2 separate regions of the Rattus norvegicus genome follow, and region 1 is linked to region 2. Evidence: chromatin contacts called from public Hi-C data. All regions are on one chromosome and are shown on one strand. Each heading gives the region's core, a stretch centred on a gene start, on an enhancer-like site or on the middle of the called end of the contact. The rest is flanking DNA. Distances are from core to core; before and after follow the strand shown. Region 1 holds the start of Aqp5 (aquaporin 5). Region 2 has its middle 21 kb from the start of Bcdin3d.

The links. A called contact is a pair of places that touch in the nucleus more often than the background predicts.
Region 1: a Hi-C map of Schwann cells shows a contact between it and region 2, with 16 times the contacts expected there. The contact joins the promoter of Aqp5 here to the enhancer-like site in region 2. A contact is called at or near these places in 10 of 12 Hi-C or Micro-C datasets (the A7r5 cell line, the Rat2 cell line, Schwann cells and 6 more) and 1 of 1 datasets of contacts at active chromatin or transcription factors (oligodendrocytes).

The regions. Positions count from the first base shown.
Region 1 is chr7:132,600,109-132,602,808 of GRCr8, reverse strand. Aqp5 (aquaporin 5) reads right to left here and starts at 1,281. Exons shown (of 4, transcript NM_012779.2): 1 at 811-1,281. The coding sequence starts at 1,173.
Region 2 is chr7:132,508,309-132,511,080 of GRCr8, reverse strand. No RefSeq gene overlaps it. Among named protein-coding and RNA genes, the nearest start is that of Bcdin3d, 21 kb to the right of the region's middle. Within about 2 kb of position 1,295, at least 36 of the 93 cell types and tissues checked have an H3K27ac peak or open chromatin away from gene starts, as enhancers often do. A contact at or near this core is called in Schwann cells, where this site is marked.

The sequences.
Region 1 (2,700 bases), core at 32-2,531, 92 kb before region 2:
TCATGTCAACGACTCTGCCCAATCCCCAGCCCCCATGAGCTGGCATTTACCCTCCCTCCTGTGGGCAGCTGCCCAGTTTGCCTACTGCAAACAGCCCCTGGCCTCCTATCCGTGCCTGACCCACTGCCAGTGCCAACTTCAAACCCGTCTCTCCAGTGGCTGACTCACAGCTTGACAATGGCCGAGAAAATCCTCCTCTGTGTTTGATTAATGAGCCCAGTTCACATGGGACAGGGGGCTGAATCTAGGGCTCCAAAAATGGGGAGACAACAGGAGGCAGGAACAGGGATTACAGAAGAGGGAGCCAGTATTGGGGGCGGTGTCCCATCATGGCTTCCAAGTGCAATCCCCACGACACTGTGCTCTAATCACCTCCACGTAATGGCTAATAAACTGGAAGCCCAGGGAGATCACGGTTGCTCTAGACCGGGACTGATTACTACTACCCCTTGCTCTCTGGTGGGTCTGTTAAAATGACACCACCAAGGGGATGACAAGAAAGAACTCACAGGTGAGATTAGAAATTGAAGAGATGTCTCGGTGGCCAGGGGGAGTTAGGCCAGGAAGAGCGGCCTAAGAGGGAAGGGTAGAGGAGGTAGAATGTGAAGAGAAGCCAGGACCAAGGAGCCAGGACCAGGGAGCACCGAGCTTGGCTAGGAGGTTGGTCAGCCTGTTCTTACCGGCATAGTTGTGCACTGTTGCTTGGCTTGTACCCTTTATCCTTTCTTAAGAAGGGGGAAGCATGGAGGATCTGGTCTGAAATGTCCCCAGCGTCCCTGGCCATCCCTCCACAGTCTGGTGGACACTCACCGCATTGACGGCCAGGTTACCCCGGGCATTGAGTGGCGCCAGCCAGTACAGGATGCCTGCCCCAGCAATGGCGCCCACCAGCTGGGCTGCCACGTAGAAGACAGCTCGGAGCAGCGAGATCTGGTTTCCTATTAAGAGGGCCAGAGTAATGGCTGGATTGATGTGGCCACCACTCACAGGTCCCAGAGCTTGGGCTAAGGTACCTATGGCCAGGCCAAAGGCAATTGAGATTTGCAGAATGGTGGGCAGAGCCGAGGGCCACTTGAGTGCTGAGCCCAGGCCAAAGAAGACGAAGATGAGGGTGGCCAGGAACTCTGCGAACACCGCCTTGAAGAAGGCAAGGGAGCACACCTCCTTTTTCATGGTGGCCTTGGGGGCCCGGTGGCAGCGGGAGGGTTGCGGGGCGGCCGTCGGGGCGGCGCTGGTAGCGGCGGGCGTCTGTCTGCGGGGCTCTGCGCGCGGTGCGGTGCCCACTCGGTGGCAGGTGACCTGGCGCGGACCGGGCAGGGGCGCGCTATATAGAGGGCGCGCGCCCCGCGGCGGGCAGAGCGCGGGGGGGCCGGGGGCGGCTCCCGCGCCCAGGGGCCAGCGCAGAGCGCAGGGCGCGAGCCTGGCCGGGGCGCGCTCGCCTCCCCCCGCTCCGCGCGCCCCGGGCCCCCCAGCCGCACAGCGGCGGACCCGCCCGGGCCACGTGACCCACGCGGCGGTGTAAACCGGCCCCGCGGCCTGGGTCGCGCGCATCGTGCGCTCAGCGCTGTTCCCGCGCCCTCCTGGCCGACGTGCGTGCGGGACTCCCCGGGCTGCTGAGCGCGGTCCTGGCTCTCCGCTCCCACAGAGCTCTGGAAGTCCGTCTCCGGCCGGCTTTACCGGCGTCCCGGGCCGACCGGCAGCCTTCCCCCTTTCTCCTCCTCTGGCTCGCGCGACCCGAGCATCTTGACCCGGTCTCACCCTCGGCCCGGCCAGAGTGATGCGATTCTCTGAGGACAGCGCCTCTTAGCTCCCAATCCGCCCGTGGCGGGGGCGGTTCGGCCATTGTGGGCCTCTCCCCGGTCCAGCCCGGCGGGAGCGGGGGCGTTGGGTCGGGAGCGCAATGCCAGCCTAATGGCAATCCTCGACGCCGCGTGTGGCAGTGTTGGCTCTAGGCAGCGGGCTCTAGGAGGCGTTCTCAGTGGGAGCCCTTGGGGACCTCGGAGTGTTGACCAATTTGGGTTGTTTGGGCTTAGGGAAGTGGCCCTGAGACTGGTGTCAGAGGGAAGGATCTTGGCCTCTTCTGTTTCCAACCCACCAGAACTCCCTCACTTTAGACCTTTGAGTGGCTGTTTGCTTTTTATCCTTGTTCTTTCTTCTCTCTCTCTCTCTCTCTCTCTCTCTCTCTCTCTCTCTCTCTCTCTCTCTCTCTCTCCATGTGCGTGAGTTCCTCCATCTCTCTGACTCTTGGTTTTTGCTTTTTCTTTCTTTTTTTCCCCCAGTCAATCCGTCCATTACTGTTTCTAGCTCTTTCCTTGGTCTCTTTTAACCTGTGGGTCTTTATTTCTGCCCGGCTATCTCCCATTCCTACGTCGGACACTCATACAGTTTGTCTTTCTGGCCCCCACCCCCACCCCATCAAGTCCTTCCACTCTTGTACTGGGCAGCACATTTTTATAGTTTCCAGCTCCCTCTTGTCCTCCCAACCCTCCCTCTGCAGGTTTGGTATGTGTGAAAGGAGATTGGAGGGCTTTCCAGGGTTTGGGGGCAGGGCAAGGATCCACCCTCAGGATCCCAGAAAAGGAGCTGCCTACCCTCTGCCCCCCAAAATTCGTGCTTGAGCTCTTTGCATGGTATCACCCATAGAGCAAGGCCCAGGAGAGTCACCTCCGCCTTGGTCAATTTTAAAAACCTCCTAGGGCA
Region 2 (2,772 bases), core at 46-2,545:
AAACCCTAGTAAACCCGAAGGACAGCCAGCTATTTCCTCCAGTCTGAGTCTGGGCTGCACTGAGACTCGTCCGTGTAGCCCATAGATGTGTGGGTGGACAGGCACTGACATCTCTGGGGATTTGTGACACCCCCACCTGCCCCTATCACCCAACCTGGCATCCGGAGACGCCAAACTCTTAGGTTTTCCCTCCCTGGAAGTCAGCTGGGAGGCAGGATTCCTGGCTTCTAGTTCTGGCCTCACTGCCAACAGACTTAATTCCTAAGCGAGGGCAGCTTTCTGTCTGTGGCTGTTTTCCTATCTGCAAGCTGGAAGTCCCCAACGAGTGCCAGTGTGGGGCAGGGAGAGGCACCAAGACACTTGGCTGACTTCCTCATCTAGTTGCTCCCCTTTTGAGTGCCTCTCCTAATCTCTAGCTTCAGTTCTAGAAAGGTTTAAAGCCCCTCCCCCACCGACATGTCGCCCTCACTCTGGCCGGTTTCCCAGAATCCACTTGTCCAAGTCCTCTTCTGAGACAATTTATGCAGAGACGGAGGATTGAGAAAATTTTCCAAGGCTAAGTTCCAAAAGAACTGGGGGGGGGGGGGGCAAGCCCTCAGCCATAAATAATGTGACCGGGGCACAAGTCACAGTGATCTTAAAGATGGCTGGTGAGGGTGAAGAGGCCCAGCGGGGTTTTCTCCTGTCAGCTACCTAGCCCACCGCTAAACGGACTCCAGGGTTGGAAAAAGCCTTGATGTCGACCCCTGGTGGGGCAGTAAGGAGTCCCGGGCATAGCTGGGTGGGTCTTGGCAGGAGGAAGGGCGGGGAAACAAGAATGGAGGATTATGGGGAATGCGGGATTATGAGAAACCGAAGCAGGGCAGGTGCGGCAAACTGTGAAGGAGGAAGGACTCCTTTGGTCCCTTGCATTTTTGGCTTGGGTGGGAACGGACCTATGACAGGGTTGGTTGGATTTCATAAGGCTTGAGGGAGCTCTAGAATCTGTGATGTGAGGCTAAAAGCCCTCTGAAGAATCGTGACAGACCAGGAGGTTCCCCTCCGAAGCTCAAGATAGGACGAAGTAGAGACATTAAGTCCCTCACTCCCCACACCAATTCCTGGGTCCGTGCACAGCTCTTTCGGTATAGCCCGAGGAAACCACAAGACTTCCTCGGGTATGGTGTGGTTCTTCCATTCCATGCCCTTTCTTCTGTGTGAGCCCTGCAGGATCCCTCAAGCACCCTTATTCCAAAAGGCCGAGGGGGGGCAAGTTGGGAATTTTACACACGGACTCTGCTGCCCCCTTTCGGCTATTAGAGGAAAAGCGGAGTCTGGTTTTGCAGGAGGAGAATCCGTCCCGGTCCCCGGGGGCACAGTGACGTGGGGCAGGACTCTGCTTCTCTTAGACCTGTCTTCCCAACAGACATCTTTTTGTGCATTGATTGTCACATCTCTCAAGACACAATTGACCTGCCTGCCAAAACCCATCTCTACTCAGTCCCCTGCCCTAAGTTTTTCCTGAGTGCCTCAGGGCGGGGATCTAGCACGAGACACAAAAGGACTCACCTGCCACACACTCAGACGGGGCTGCCCTTTTGTCAGCAACTCCTCGAGTTCCCTGTTAGTCTCTCCCGAGTGCCCATCTCTGGCTTTGCCTGTCCAAGATCTGTGACTGACCGGAAATAAGAATAAAAGCAATCAGGGTTGGGGATTTAGCTCAGTGGTAGAGGGCTTGCCTAGGAAGCACAAGGCCCTGGGTTCGGTCCCCAGCTCTGAAAAAAAAGAACCAAAAAAAAAAAATAAAAAATAAAAAAATAAAAGCAATCACTAAGACACAAACTGTTTGCTTGAGGCCTCAGCTGGCTCTGTGGAGTGCGTGAAATGTCACTGAGCCACGGGGTGGCTTTCCTGCAGAAGCCACTTGAAATCCCCATCTGCATGCAGACTGACCCAAACTTGTTGGTCCATCGGAGCCTGCACTTTTCCGGGCCCTAATGCTAGAAGAGTCTTTACTTTCAGCAAAAGTGTTTCCTTAAAGTGGAGAGGGTGGACACACCCCAAAGCAGCAGCTTTGAACCTATAAAGTTAGAGCTTTGAGGGGCCATCTCCTGCATCCCAGAGCCACAGAACTTACAGCACACGGGCAAAAGCACCCTTTGAGAGGAGGGAGGAGGAGAGGGGGAGGGATCTACTCCCCACTCTTTTACATAGGAGGAAGCTTAGAAGCCAAAGTTTTCAGTGGTCAATTACTGATGGAGTGGGATCAGAAGGCAAACCAGTTAATGATTATGTCAACAGATTTCCCATTGTGTGCTGGATAGTTTTATGTCAACTTGACACAAACTAGGGTCATCTGAGGGGTTATGCCTCCATAAGATCAAGCTGTAGGCAGACCTGTAGGGCATTGTGGGTGGTTCCGCCTCTGGGCTGGTGGGCCTAGGATTCTATAAGAGAGCAGGCTGAACAAGCTGTGAGGAGGAAGTCAGTAAGCAGCACCCCTCCATGGCCTCTGCATCAGTTCCTGCCTCCAGGTTCCTGCCCTGTGTGAGTTCCAGGCCTGACTTCCTTTGACGATGAACAGCAAGGTGGAAAGTGTAAGCCAAACAAACCATTTCCTCCCCAACTTGGTCATGGTGTCTTATCCATGCTGTAGTAACCCAAACTAAGACACATGGGTGGGTGCCCTCGTGTGTGGGAAGGAACATGGTCACACTGGAAGGGGAGAGGGAGCATTATCTTAAAAAAAAAAAAAAGGAAAAGGTCCCAGTGTGTACAGAGCACGCCACAGCC